Regions from separate parts of the Rattus norvegicus genome. Here region 1 is linked to region 2. A link is a contact called in public Hi-C data. All regions are on one chromosome and are shown on one strand. Each heading gives the region's core, a stretch centred on a gene start, on an enhancer-like site or on the middle of the called end of the contact. The rest is flanking DNA. Distances are from core to core; before and after follow the strand shown. Region 1 has its middle 500 kb from the start of Ets1. Region 2 has its middle 24 kb from the start of Kcnj1.

Region 1 (4,836 bases), core at 1,681-4,180, 780 kb before region 2:
ATTAAAAAGAAAACCAAAAGAATGAGTTGAACTGAGAAAAAATGGGGAAATCACCATGAATATATTTCTGTTTATTTACAAATCCATACAAAACATTTTTCCAGCACTTACAAGTTAACAGGGACTCTATAAGACACAGCAGAGAACAAATTAAAAATCTCTCAGCTTAAGCACAAGTTAAATGCGACAAGACACAAGGTTTAGAATTAATAGAAAATATGTAACAGGTATTTGTAGTCAGATGCCACATGAAGGACCATGTCACGGAACGGAGTGCAGGATGCCTGACTGGAAGAACCTGGGCCTTTCTGCATGAGTCAGATCAGACATGAAGGAAATGAAGGGTGAACCGTGAAGTTACCCGTGACAGATCTTCCAGGCACAGAAGGAAAGGTGTCTTCTGGTGACATTTGATGGAAGCAGGATGGGGACTAGTGTGATGGAGTACAAAGTACTAGGAGCTCAGGTGGAGGAGGTCAGGGAGGGTCACATCCCACCGGGCATGCCATGACAACATAAGACTTTGGCTTCTACTGTGTGTAAAACAGAGAGTCATTAAAACTTTTGAAACAGGTTTATACTGTGGTTTGCCTTTGGTTTCAAAGTAATCACTCCAGCTGCGGTATGGGCAGGAGGCAGGCAGTCAGGAGAATTCAGTTAGCAGGGATGTAGTAGTAGGCAGTCATGAGCTTGGTGTAGTGATCTCGTGATGATGTGACTGATACTGAGGTTACCACAAAAGTGACCCACTGGAGGTAGAGACCAGTGATCATTCTGCACGCCTTTGTTGCTTGTTGCTGGGTATCATAGGTTATAAGGCACCCTACAGAATACAGATACGAACAAGGAGCTCACTGCCTTGTGGGAATATGGTGGGTGAGCCAGATGCCCACAGCTATTATAAATCCAGTGTGATAATTCCTGGGGTAAAGACCAAGCACAGCCTAAACCAGCCATGCTCATGTTCACGGAGGACTGTCTCTCTGTATCTGCAAACTCAAGGGAAATTTCACAGAGTATGGTTTTGAAAGAGAGAGGAAGCCATCTCCCAGGATTCTGAGTGCTAGAGGAGACATCCACAGCCTGAATCCCAGTTCCTGTCATAGCTTCTCTGTAGACTTCATGACTCCATCATCCCTATGAATTCCTGTGCTTCTCTGCCAACATTTTTCAAATATGTTCCTTCCACAGTCAATATGCAGTGAGGTTGTGTTTCTTGAGGCCAATGGCTCTTAGTTGAGGCACAGAGAAGAATGATGAATTATCAGAAAAAAAATGGTGATCATTAGGGTATACAGGTCAAAGAAGGAGCGAGAACAGGACGATGTTCAGATTCCTGATACAGGTATGATGCTGGCATCATTTGCCAAGGAACGTGTTCAAGAAAACTGTAGAGTTGGTGAAGTGACTGAATTTGTTTACCAGTAGGTTTGAGCTGCCCATGGGATGCTGTCAGCCTTGCCGACAGTGCTGTGGTAACAGGTAAGAAGAGGAAGAGTTGCAAAGGAAAAGGGGATGTCAGTCTGCAGACAAGAAAAGAGAAGCCAGCACAAACTAAAAAGCACTCAGGGAATGAGGTCAGTCAGATAGGGGAGAAGGCGCATAATCAGCAGCAGTAATGAGAAGCATTCGCAGAGAGCACATGCAAATGCCTTAAACCTTGAAGAACCCATTTCACTGTCTTTCTTTTATTTCATTTATCCATATATATGTAGGATCCAGCTGTAACTTAGGGGCATTTTGTACAGTGCAGGCCTTAGCAGGATACTACTCATACAATAATTCATCAACGAATGTGCTGTGATTGAATCCCTGGCCATAATACCATGGGTCATTCAGTGAATCCTTAAGATGTTATTTCACTGACTAGGTCTTTTTAAAAAAAAAAACGAGAGCCAGGGTAGACATGAAAAGGAATTCAATGCAAGAGGCTACAAATCAAAAGAATAAAAATTACTTTAGATATTCATTGTTCTATAGAACTTTTTTTGTAAAGTCTTCACCCACTTTTCTGTCCCTTTGTAGTGTCTTCTTGGAATAGCTTACTCTAGTGTATTCCAGAAGAGTCCATCAAGGCAGTTTGTGTGATTCTTTAAAGAGCACCAAAATCCTCCCTCAAACGTGAGCTCTTTCAGCTGGTTTGGGTATTTCTAGCCGAGCCCAGGTTCTCCACTGCCTTGTTCACCAATTCCCCCCTTCTACTTGTTCTGACAGTAAGGTTATTTACTTGCAACTGTTTAATATAAGGTAAATCACAGCACCTTTCTGGGCCATATTTTCTCCTGTAGATGAATTGAAAAGATTATTCAATTTGTGTTTATAACTACCTCAATGCTTTTTCCTCTACCCCAAAATATTCGCAGTGGGGTCTGCCCAGACTCTGGCTACTACCTCTGTGCCCTGGGCACGGCTTCTCTTCTACTCCCTCCCCCACAAGTCACTCTTGCTGCCTAGGTTCATTCATCTCCTTGGGGTTGGGGGTTGAGGGACACATATCAAGCATCTTTGAATCTCCATTGACTTCTGTAATGGCTGAGGCTCAAAATAGTGCTCCACAGTGCTCCACAGTGCTCCACAGATGCTCTGGAGCAAAGATGGTTGAGAAGAAAATTATTTGAACATTTAGTCCGACATACACTGATTCAAGGTGCCAGGTTGAATCTGTACGTTGTTCTTGCTGGTGTGAACAGGAGAGCCTGCCAAGGGTCTGAAACTCATTGTTTGCCTCTTTATAACGCAGAACTTCTCTGAAATGTGATGGATACTGTGCCTCCGTTTAGAGGGAGAGATGAAGAAATAAGTCAAAGAATCTTTTGGCACGTTCTTTAGGGACTTTAGGAAAGAATTCTCATCTTTCCTAGTGTTTGGGGCCTGTGGTAAGTAGGGGCTTTATCAGTGCCAAACAGTGAGTCAGGGAATGGGTGGCCCATTCTGTGGTTTTCAGTGGGAGGTGGGGTGTGTGGGGGAATTTTAATATCTCAGACTGTCCTGTTTATGTACATTCTTAGGAAGCCAATTACAAGGGTGTGTGAACTTTAAAAACCCCTCTTCTCAAGAGTTGACCCAAGCAGGGCCTGTGCCCTGTGCCTGAGTATGGAGGGACTTTCCAGGATAGTCCTCAAATACAATAATGTCATTTTTCTTGAATTTTTTCTAAGACCTGAGTCCAAAACAGCCTGTGGCCTCTATCCATCACTTCTAAGTTAGCAGTAAAGACACCCTTGGAAAGACTTACGCTCTCTGAGCCAAACCACCAACAACTGCTCTTTCACAAAGGCTTCCTGGCCTAACCTACATTCTGCTAACCACACTGGCAATGCTCTGCAGTACTGTACTGCAAGGAGGCCATCTTTCCGGGCGTAGGTATTTGAGACAGACACTTAGAAGAGCAATTTTAATGCGCAGATTATAATTTGTGGAGCTTTGAATGTGGGTTGTGACAGAGAGGGCACTAAAAATGGGTCATGCGTGGTTTGTTTTTATGGGACCAAGAGGGGAAATTGTGAGAGAGGATTTTATAAAGAACAATTTCTAGGTAATATTTTATGGATCTCTCTCATTCAGATGCTTATTAGCAGTTGTTAAATCTGTGTCTTCTCCTTCCGTATTGCTTGGTATATGCCATACTGTCCATCACAGTGTGCTCTGTTTGACTCAGTAATTAGATGCCAGTTTTCCCTACTAGGCCTATTATGTCAGGAATTACCATTCATCTATCTGCAGCTCTTCCACAATAGCTACAATTGTGACCGTTAGCTTTCCCTTGCTTAATTGCTTTGCTTTGCCTGAGTAACTTCATAATCTAGATAGAGCTAGTACAAAACAATATTAGTGACACTTATGATAAGGAGACAATGAGTGAAACTAGCAAAATGCAGGGGTTACACAGTGATCATTTCTGTGTTATTTATGAGCAGCTTTGGTTGATAGTTGAGATTTTTATGACCACCAGGCAATTATTGCCATTTGAATTTTCGCTTCATGACATGCCAACTATGCAGAGGAAAAGAAGGAGAAGGAAGGCGAGGGAGGAGAAGGAAGGAAAGCAAGATTACACATACACCTCCCTTACATACAATAAGTAAGGACTTCTTTTGTGTGCAGGGTAAAACCAGGGTTTCTTCCTTCTGATGGGTAGAAATCCAAATACCCAGACAACATACAGAATAGACATTGACCTGTGCGATGGGTTGAGAATCCAAGAATCTCAAACAACTGGCTCTGGAAGAGCATGTGTTGAAATAACATGTTGTTTTAAGAGTTTTCAATAGGAGGCTAAGATTTCAAAACATCTGAATAACTTCCTTGCTATAAAGTGTCTAGGTTTAAAATGTGAAGCTAGATAAGTAGCAGGAGCTTCCAAGACAAGAAATTCATTCAACTTAGGTACACGACTGCTGATCAACACTGAAGTTAGAAATGTTGCAGAAAGGCCAACTCTGGGCTGCCCATTTCCAGTGAGAATAGCTTTGAGTCACACCCACTTTTCAAATCAAGAGATAAATGTCAGATTCACCATTTCCCATGAGGGAATTACGGAGGAAGTGAACTTTAAGTGGCAAAATTTTACCTTCTAATAAATTACTATAATGCTTCTATGTATCCATCCCATGATCACCATCCATGTGATATTTGTAGCAGAGACACAATAAACATGCCCACAGAAAGCAGGCCTGTGCTGTGTTCTCACCTACTGAGTTGAGATGATTCGATTTCATAAATCTAAATCTCGTCTAAATACAAAGTTTGTGATTCTTACTTTGAAAATGAAATTGACATATGAAAACGCCTATGCCATACACACACATACAACACACACACACACACACACACACA
Region 2 (4,698 bases), core at 1,376-3,875:
GCTCTCAACATTCAAAACAGAAACAGTGACCATTAGTGCAATGAACACACATATCTACACTCTTCTACGGATTTTCCAGTGCCTTCTAACAGAGAAAAGAGAAAAGTCATTAATGGCTCAGGTATAGAAATGCACGAGGAAAGCTAGGAATGTTCATAAACATTCTCATGTCAGTTCACAAATATACAAAGTACTATTAGGGGAAATTGAGAGGTGCATACTCCTGAGTCACTGCTCTAAGGACACGATGCTCACACCATTAGTTCACCTTTTAAAACGTGTGTGTGTGTGTGTGTGTGTGTGTGTGTGTGTGTGTGTGTGTGTGTGTGTGCTGGTGCATATGTATATGTGGCACCTGCATACTGGTAACTGAAAATGCCAGGAGAGGACATAGGACCCCTGAAACTGACATTACAGGCAGTTGTGAGCTGACTGCCACGTGATCTGCCCAACATGGACGCTATCTTCTGTGAGGACAAGCCATTTCCACTCCTGACACATTTCTTCAGCCGATAGTTAGCCCTCTAAAGAAGTTTGTTTCCTACACAAAGATTCAACACTCTCAGTTCTGAGTGTCACAGTGGTTCGACTGACGGGAGCAGAGCAATTTTATCCGTCAAGCATTCCCTGAGGGAGGAGTGACATTTAGTTCCTGCAGTGTCCAGATTGAGCCGTCTAAGCCGGGCTCACAGACATTCAGCTAAGCCGTGGCCCCCAGCAAACAGGCATTCATGCCAACCTGACTGCTAGTCCACTCTCCCCTTCTGCACTTGCTCCATGAGAGCTGTCCCATCTGATAAACTGTGCAAAGCAGAGGAGGCACAGCAGCCCTGTGAGGGATTCTAATGGAAACCGATTCTCCTCACGTCCCTTCAGTTCCAGGCCTGTCCACAGCCCTTCATCAGGTGGATGAATTCATCCATTTGAGGAGCTACTACAAACTACTGTAGGCTCACTGGCTTATAAGCAACAGAAATGTGGTGTTCACAGATCTAAAAGCCAGAAGTCCAAAGTACCAGCAGATTTGCCGTTGATAGGGAACTCACTGTTCATTCCTGATTTGCAGGTGGTCCCTTCTCATTGTCCTCTCACACAGTTCCAGGCAGCAAGCCGATTTCTATATATAGAAAGTTATAACATGAATGTTACAGGGAGAGGGGACATGAATATTCAATGTATAGCAGAAATTTAAATTCCTTGGTGTCAAAATATTGTCAATACCCAAAGGAAGTTGTATTTTCAATATCTGTTGCTTTGAAACATTTTCAGAAGTCAAAAAACACTAGAAGTTTAAGGACATTTAAAGTGATCATAGCTTTTTCTAATCAATAATATCTTCATGCACCTGGGGAGTGAGCCCAACACATGAGTTCTGCCCATCGTAAATGAATGAAGTGTGGTTTCATAAACAGAATATTTGCAGTCAAAACCAAGTGAGAGAAAAGGATCCAGAATACCAGGGAAGAAAGGAATATCCACTAATCCTAAGAAAAGCACAACCAGAGAGCAAGGTATTATTTGTGGATATTTTAAAAACCACTGTGAGTCAAAAAATCACTTTTAAAAATTGCGTCTGCGTTCAACCTGTGGACATTTATTACCCCTAAATATAACTTCATTATGATATATAATATTTATAAACATATATAAAGCATTATTTATACATATAATATTCCCTTATCCCCTAAATAATGTAGTGTAACAATAATTTCCACAGCCTTTACATTGCATTGCTCAATAGAAATAACTTAGAGTGATTTAAATATATAATGCATAAATTACGTAGAAGCACCACGCCATTGTACATAAGGGACTTGAGCATCCAGGGGGTTGGGTATCCCGTGACTTCCTGAAACCAATACCCTTCAAATTGCAAGGTACAAATATAGATTTTTTTTAAAAGTTATTTTTAGATTTTCTTGTCTTACTTTATTTTCTGTACATAGGTGTACATGCATGTAAGTATGTGTACAATGTTGAGTGCCTGGTGCTAAAGGAGGTCAGAAGAGGAGAGTTAGATGCTCGTTACTGGAGTTACTGATCATGAGTCACCATGTGGGTACTGAGAAGTGAACCCCGCCCCTGTGTAGGACGTGCCCTCGACAGCTGAACCATCACATCTTCAGCCTGCTTTCTACGAGAAAGCTTGGACCCTGAGGAGTTGCTGTCACATACCACTTTCCCTTGTGTTTCTTTACTAATAACCACCATGCAAACACGTCGCTTTGAAAACTGCTGGGAAAGTAAACTTCGGAAGAATGTGCTTGGGGACACGGTCTGTGAGCATGGCGTCTGCTGCCAGCCGGCATCCTGCACCTTCCTGTGGTCTGACTCTTCACAGAGGTTCCTTTATGTCATCCGGAGAGGGGGCTTGCATCTAGAACTCAGGAGGTAGCAAAGAGGAGATGGAGTGTCCGCAGAGACCAGGGGCGAGGGCTTAGACTAGAGAGGGGCAGGAGTCAGGTTCTGGTGAGCACAGAGGCTTCACTTTTATTCAAGAAGGCCTCTGTGGTTTGTGAAAACACACACTGAGCATTTCATCACTAGAAGGCCGCTGAAAAGGATACTGCGTGCCTTCAGCCATATCCTCCACCCCCAAAGGATTAAGAAAGGTCAGCTGGTTTGAATACTACAAATCCCAGGTTCCCTGGGAGGACGGCCTCTTCGGAGAGGAAGTGGTTCAGCCAGGCAAACCTCCAGGGTCTCAGCCAATTGAGAAGGAATATGAAGGGAAGTTTTTGAAAGAAATGGGGGCTCACGTCTGGGGTCTGTCTCCCTCTTTCACTCCTACTTGGCCTCCTGTCTAATCGTTGCAGTCTGTCTGAGCTGGCAAATTCCTAAGCACATAGTCAATTTACACTTAGCTTAAAAGCTCTAGGGGAAAACACATTTCCAGTGAGAGCGCTCACTTACCTACAATTGCTAGATTAACCTTCTGGGTTTTTTAACCCAGTTAATGCATGTGTTTTCTTAGCTGGAAGAGAGAGATAATTTGGGGAGATTAAACGAGTGTGGATATAATCCCAGCAACCCTGCGCTCAAATTTTAAATACTTTCATCTAGCAGGCAAATTATTAATACCTACTGACCAGGGAGCTGAGTAACATCTCCTGCCAATGATCCTGTGAAGCAGCAAAGAACAACATGGAGGTCCACTGCAAAATGCTACACAGGAAGCGTGTGTGTGTGTGTGTGTGTGTGTGTGTGTGTGTAGACATTGTCACCTGCTAGATTTCTTAAGGGACGTTATTAAAACTGTACTAGTTGATAACCACTCTGTCTAGGCACTTAATGTAGACTTTTAATTTATGGTCAGGAAGGTGGGTGTTTTTTTTTTCAAGTGAGTGAAAAGAGAGTGTAGATCGAGTTTTCCAGAGGATATTCATATTTCTGTAGTGCCCTGTGTGGGTTCTTGTCCTTCACTGGTTCCGTGTGGTCACCTCAGGTCAGTAGAGCATGAAAGAGGCTTCAGGGGCTTTAACTAAGAGAACGGCCTAAAGGGAAGCTAGAAATGGGCTTTGTCAGAAATACTGAATAGATCGTTAAATTGGCTAAGAAGTTGGCAGGTGGGATTCTCTGCCTTGATAACCTTGTGTCCAACACTATCACGGACCTACAGTTCCTCAGAGGCCTCATGGGAGGTGGGACATACGTCTCTTGTTTGCCACTGTGGTGACTCTGGATCCCAGCAAGTGGTCAATTGTAAATGTGGAGTGAAGCAGAAGAAAGGATCCATAGTCAGCAAGACTGGGTTGTGAATCCAGCTGTCCCTCCCCGAGTTATGAACTCCTGTCTCAGGTTCACTTCCTCAGGGGTAAAGCAAGGACTGTTGTGTACCATCGTTCAAGGCTATCAAAGAAGTGATGTAAGATCGTGTAAGTGTTCCCCGTTTAAAAAAAGATACTGAACTTCAAAATATTACATGAAGTCTTAGTAGACTGGTGCTTCCTTTGATCATTAAAAACTTGAAATGTGGCTCTGGTCCCCCTGATATAATATAGAGTTAAGTTAGGAGCTGAGAAAATGGCACAGTGGATAATGTGCTTGCTGGGCAAACATTAGGACCTGCATCCTGATCCCGAGCTCACACTTAGGAAGCCAAGCTGGATATCTGTGTCTGTAATCCCAGCAATGGTGGGGCCGAGACAGGCAGGTCACCGAAGTTCTCTGGCCAATAAGCTAGTTCCAAGTTCAGTGCAGAGTTCTGACCTCAAAAGATTGTACAGTAATAGAGAAAGATATGACATCAACTCACACACACACACACACACACACACACACACACAGAGAGAGAGAGAGAGAGAGAGAGAGAGAGAGAGAGAGAGGAAGGGAGAGACAGAGAGACAGACAGAGAGACAGACAGAGAGACAGAGAGAGACAGAGAAAGTGTTAAACAGTAAAATGCTAATTTATTTTACATAATAACTAGTTTTAGATGTCAAGATTTTGGAGCAGGAGAGAGCTGACTTAGTAGATAAGAGGATTTGTCAGTGTAAGAGAGCATGAGTGGGAATCTCAGTTCCATACACATCTGTAATCAACAGTGCGTGGTGGGGAAGAGGAGGGAGACAAGAGTTTGGATCTCTGTGGCTCGACAGCTGTGAGTCTAGTTCCCGGTTGAATGAAAGACCTTCTCTCAGTGGCCTACGAGGGAGAGCAATAGAACAGAACACCTGACACCCTTCTCTAGCCCTGCAC

The links. Hi-C and Micro-C count contacts between places; a contact is called where the count stands out from the background.
Region 1: a Hi-C map of the A7r5 cell line shows a contact between it and region 2, with 7 times the contacts expected there. The contact joins two enhancer-like sites. A contact is called at or near these places in 11 of 12 Hi-C or Micro-C datasets (the A7r5 cell line, the Rat2 cell line, Schwann cells and 7 more) and 1 of 1 datasets of contacts at active chromatin or transcription factors (oligodendrocytes).

The regions. Positions count from the first base shown.
Region 1 is chr8:39,864,460-39,869,295 of GRCr8, reverse strand. No RefSeq gene overlaps it. Among named protein-coding and RNA genes, the nearest start is that of Ets1, 500 kb to the right of the region's middle. Within about 2 kb of position 2,930, at least 9 of the 93 cell types and tissues checked have an H3K27ac peak or open chromatin away from gene starts, as enhancers often do. A contact at or near this core is called in the A7r5 cell line, where this site is marked.
Region 2 is chr8:39,082,823-39,087,520 of GRCr8, reverse strand. No RefSeq gene overlaps it. Among named protein-coding and RNA genes, the nearest start is that of Kcnj1, 24 kb to the right of the region's middle. Within about 2 kb of position 2,625, at least 2 of the 93 cell types and tissues checked have an H3K27ac peak or open chromatin away from gene starts, as enhancers often do. A contact at or near this core is called in the A7r5 cell line, where this site is marked.